Regions from separate parts of the Lactuca sativa genome. Here region 1 is linked to region 2. A link is a contact called in public Hi-C data. All regions are on one chromosome and are shown on one strand. Each heading gives the region's core, a stretch centred on a gene start, on an enhancer-like site or on the middle of the called end of the contact. The rest is flanking DNA. Distances are from core to core; before and after follow the strand shown.

Region 1 (2,834 bases), core at 296-2,795, 210 kb before region 2:
GGGACTTTTTTTTGCATCAACTATTATATGGATAAATGAAGTTTTGTATGGAGTAAGTGATGAATTAACAAAGACGGTTTCTTTTTTTGACTGAATGAACTGTCTGAATAAGAGTAAATGACTATTTTACCCTTCATTCTTAAGAGATAATCCTTCTCTCCTTTTATTTTACACATTAAGCCCTATATATATTAGGTAAAAAAGAAATCATAAATGGAATCAATGAACACATATTAAGTGAACTAAAGATACCTGCTAAGGCTTGCAACTGACAAGCCTCGGTCCAATGCTTCTTTGCATATGTGGGACCCAACAAACCCATTTCCACCCAACACAAGTACCTGATTCAAAAGAACATTACAAATAAAAATCTTAATACATATACATATACATATACATACATGCATCTATACATATGCAATATGGCAAGACTCTATTCACTATACATCTTAAAAGTAAACAACTTCTCTCACAAGTTGCTAACAAGATCAGATACCTAAATAATGAAGCATTCCCTTTTTTGGAAGAGTTCCATTACAATGTTACTTATGTGCCCTAAAGTAATTATGAAAAGATAGTAATAGTAACGATTTCTTCAGAGGTGTTTAGATACTTGACAAGTGTTCAAACTCGTTGTAAACTATGTGCTATTTGGACATTAAATATCCTTGTTTAGATTGGGTATTGTAATCTTATCACCCTTTTATGAAGAAATATATAAAAATGGTCTCACAAAAACAATGGTAATATAACCTAAAAGAACCTTTTCTGCCGCAGGTGGTGGATTTATTGTCTCAGCATCCTCTACTTTAAGTGGTTCATCGATCTTATTAGATTCCGTTGACAAATATCTTCCTCTTCCGATTGAACCCCATGTATTGCTACAGTTTTACATACAAATTAAGCAATTCAGAATAATGCTAGTAAAGCTAAATCGACGAACGAATGAATTAAAACTCCGAATACGCCCTTTTCATCACACAATTAAACTCCGTTTCTCAAAATTGAGAATGCTAAAGGGAACGATTAACATAAACTACCTTTAGTTTTCACTAAACGCGACTTTCATTACAAGAAATTTACCTTCGTAGTCTACATTCACCGAATAATTTAATCCTTGCCGTAATTACACCAAAAAGAGGGAAAAAGAAACCCACTCGATTTACAAGGGATGTGGTTTCTTTTACACTTATAAAAATCTAAACCCATATCCAAAACTATAGATAAACTCGATAAATTACTACCCTGATTAAAAAAAGAGTGAGTTTTTAGACTCGGGTGAAAAGGGGAAAACCCCATTTGATCTGCTTTGATAGGGGCTCATTTCGGGCTTTACGTTTGACGAATTACTGGGGGGAAATGGGGCAGATAAGAATGAAAACTTACGATAATCTGGAGAGCGATAGTCTGGAATGAATTAAACGAGACATAATAATCGTATCAGTGTTGCTTTCGATGGACGAATTCAGAGAATCGAGAAGTAACTGGAGTCTGATTGTTTCGAAGAGAGGACAATGAAGGAAAAGAGAAGCCAGATGGCAAGCAGAAGATGCTGACACGTATACTATACACGTGGACTAATTTCTGCCTATAGTAGACACCGACCCAAAATAGGCGAAAAGCCAAGTTACACATTTGTCCCACAGTTTGCAATTTCATAAAAACAACTTCAAATTTCATATACCTTATTTTTAAATATCAAAATATTATATTTATCCAACTTAATTTTTAAATACTATATTTATCCTTCATAAAATTTCAAACTATCATATATGTCATTTTTAAACATCAAAATATCATATATATATCATTTTTAAATATCAAAATATCGTATATGCAATTGTAATATCTAAGATATCCTCCATCTAAAATATAATAATAATCAACAACAACAAAAACTAAACAATTTAAATATACATTCCATAAAAATAGTTGAAGATGAATATTTTTGTTTGTCAAAAAACTGATATTCCAACAATTTAAAAGTTTACATTCTATTATCATAGACTATCATAGACGTAAGGATAATATGGTTAAATTTCTTAATTATTATATTAGCTCTAAGGTATAGAAAAATGATTATAAAATATTAAAAACATCATAAAAAAAGATTTGGGCAAATATGATATTTTGAAGGTTTATGAAGAGTAAATATGATATTAAGAAATTAAGCTGGGTAAATATGATATTTTGAAGTTTAAGAACATATATGGAATTATCCCTTCTTATTATCTTTTTTTTTTAATAGTTCAAGATTCAATCGTTTCTAGGGTACACGTCGGAAGGGAGATCCATAATTATAATCCTTGGTGAAATAATAATATTTGTAATTGTAATGGAACGGTTGTTTAAAATGAATAATTAATTAAATGTATTTAAATTTAGGAAAATTGAATAAATAATCATTGAGCCTTTTTTTAAAAATAACCAATTTTTTAATGTGAAAAAATTTACCATTTACTCGGAATGTCCAATTTCGGGTTTTACCTTTAAATTTTGGAATTATTTTTTGTTTAATTTTTTAAATTATCTATGCAAATAAATCTCTTTTCTTACGTATAGTATGAAATATCCATTTCGAAATGCTTTTTTCAATTAAATGTCTGATTTTTTTTTTTTATTTGTTGTTGTTGTTGTGGTATCATATATAGTTCATATCTACTATTTTGTTTAATTTTTTGTTATATTTAAATAAAAATCAGTTTTTTTTCTAGAAATTTTAGAATTGTACATTAGATTATTTGAGATTTGTTCTTGAGATTCTTGACTTTTTTTTTGAACTTTTATTTCAGTCTGGATTCTGAAATGTTGGTCTGGAATTCTAAAATGGACCG
Region 2 (2,832 bases), core at 328-2,827:
AACTTATTTAATGATGCAAAAATGTCTAATAGCTTTAAGAGCTTAATGGGATCTTTCTTGCTTTCAGTTACTGTTTTTCCAAATTGAAGAAAAGCAAGCATACCTGCTTGAGCTGCTATATTTGCAAAACAATCCCTCCAAACATCTAACCCTAATCTTTCAAATACATCATTGCAGAGTTTATATTCAGCTTCGAATAAATGCTTCACTGCAAACTCCAAGTGTTTACTCCATTTTGCTATGTAGCCTTCAATGCTCTGTACATCGTTGAATTCAGAAACTGAAATCTCCAAGTAATCCAAGTTTAGAGCTTGTAAACTTGCTCTGACATTTGAGCTGCGAACATCTACATAAATAGATTTGCATTTTTCAAGTCTGTTGTTTGCTATTAGGGTTCCGAGGATTGCTTGAAGTTTTTGAATGATGGGGACTGGTAAAGGAGAAGGAGCAATGCAGGGTTGTTCATCTTTTAATGGAGAAGAAGACATGGGTAAAGGGACGCTGTTTTCAGTCAAGAGTCGCCGGAATTCAGTTTCTAATCTGTCTAATGCCGCCTCTAAAAGGCCGCCATCTAGGCGGTTCTTTTCTTCTTTGGTTTGTAGCTCTCTGAGATACTTTAGAGCTTTTTTTAGACTAGAAGTGTACCTTTCATCAGCGACATTGTGATCTTCTAGATACTCAACGATGTCATCTAACCACTGAATTGCCATTCCACAGTTTTCAGAAAGAAACTTCAATGCTTCCTGTAAGTTCTTCAATACCGAAAGGTATCCTTGAAGATCAGATTGAGGATCAGATAATGATTTTTCTAAACCGTGAATTGCATCAAACACCTTTAGGACAGCAGCGGCTGGGACAACGGCTCTGTTTATATGACCACCGACAGCATCAAGAGCATCTCTTTGAGCACGAATAGGACGAACAGCAGCTTCTAGACATGGTAGCCTTTGATTAATCTCTTCTAATCTAGGCCCGGATTTCCGTAGCGATAACCCTAGGGCTTTCGATTTCTCTAAATTAACCTTCAATGAATTCCTCGCCGACATCAAATTCCGAATCCCATCTTCACCCGCCGACCCCATATCCCAGAATTTGCCTAAACCCTAGACTCAATTTTCCCAGTCTAAACCCCAAACACCCGCATTAATTTACCGACAAGAACAGATCTATTGATACCCAATCAAAACTCCACGTTGGGGGGAAAAGATGACGAAATCGAATTCTTACGTAAACACCTCCACCTTCTCCAAACACACATACCCACTTCAAAATTGAAGATCATAAGACCATACAGAATCGAAGATCACAAAACGTTTTGAAATTGAGAGCGGGAGAACGAGACTTACGATTAATGGGACAACAGTAGTGGGGTTTTTCAAGATCCACGCTAGATGCGATGAAGGTAAAGTCTTGAAGAGTAATGGAGAGTATATAGTGTCTGTAAATTGGGTTTGGGTGCGAAGTATGGGTGAAATTTACGAGAAAATGGAAGAAAAAAACAAACCCTAAAAAGAGGTGGATACACAGTAAGTAGTACACGCTTTTGTTATTCTCAACTCAACTTTCTGCTTTTTCACGCTCCTTTTTATCTCTCTCATCCTTTTTTCCTGTTTATAGCATATATTCATGTATATGTTCCTAGTTTCTTTTTCATATTTTACTTTGTCACAAAGTACAATCGCATTTGGTTGAAACATATAAATACTTCATTTACAAATTCTTTGATTCGAAGTGTTTTATACCCATAACAACTACTTGACTTTAAATGAAATAGGATTTTGAAAAATAAAATAACATACGCAAATGTAAGAAGAAAGATAGAGATATTTTATTTTATTTTTAAAAATGACTTATATAATCATCGGAATCGTAGATGGACCTTATGATATGTGGTTTAGTCCTTTAGACTATGATTTGGGGTTACATTTGAGGTATAAAAGAAATTTCAAATTTTGTCATTTTGACATGACGAATCTTTGATGGCAATCACAAATAGCATTTGATCATCTATGATTCTGACCTAATTTGTGTTTTTTCTTTTCCCAAATGAGATTATACAAGTGTCTAATCATCTGCAGTTTCATCATGCCAAAAATCAAAAAACATAGACATAAAAACATATACTTTTGATGATATCATAGCTCTGAAGGTCGACCTATGATTTCGATGGTTATATGAGTTATTTCTTAACTTCTTGGCTATCTTTTAAAAAGTAATTAGAGAATTTACTAGATGTATCTTTTTCTAAAAAATAAATTGTAGCATACATAACTTTTTTACTAGAGTTCTCATTTTTTTTTTTTTGTTTAGTATGAAGTGAATCAAATTTTGTACATGTTTTAATGTTTAGATATGTGCATTTTTTATGATATTTTATAGGTAATGAACCGTACTTTAAGACTTAAGAGTGAAGAAAGTTGTTAGATCATAATTCACATAAAAAAAAAAGTTCAAAATATTTTTAAATTTGGTTAGAGTCGGCCGCAAGATCTTGGAGACTTTGTGCGATTTAACAAAATATAGGAAGTAAATTTTGTAAAATCTCAAAATTTAAGCAAAAAAATTATAAATTTTAATTTTCTATTGCAAATGCATAAAATTAAAATTTCATTCAAAATAATACACAAAAAAACAAGAAAAAATGGTTTCTATTTGAAAACAATCATCCTCCTAATATTTGTTTGAAATAAACTTTTCAATAACATATTCATAAATAAATTTATCCAACATGTTACTTTCAATCGTCATCAAAGTGAATCCATTAAGTCATTTTTTAGTCATTGTAAATTGTAAGTAGGGCTTCAAAATCTTGAATTTGGAAAAACTATGTTT

Evidence for each region. A called contact is a pair of places that touch in the nucleus more often than the background predicts.
Region 1: a Hi-C map of leaf shows a contact between it and region 2, with 4 times the contacts expected there. The contact joins the promoter of LOC111908095 here to the promoter of LOC111908093 in region 2. A contact is called at or near these places in 2 of 4 Hi-C or Micro-C datasets (both in leaf).

What each region holds. Positions count from the first base shown.
Region 1 is chr5:158,655,713-158,658,546 of Lsat_Salinas_v11, reverse strand. LOC111908095 reads right to left here and starts at 1,545. Exons shown (of 10, transcript XM_023903940.3): 1 at 1,387-1,545; 2 at 764-881; 3 at 253-341. The coding sequence starts at 1,430.
Region 2 is chr5:158,443,126-158,445,957 of Lsat_Salinas_v11, reverse strand. It overlaps LOC111908093 (exocyst complex component EXO70A1), which reads right to left and starts at 1,577. Exons shown (of 1, transcript XM_023903938.3): 1 at 1-1,577. The coding sequence starts at 1,082.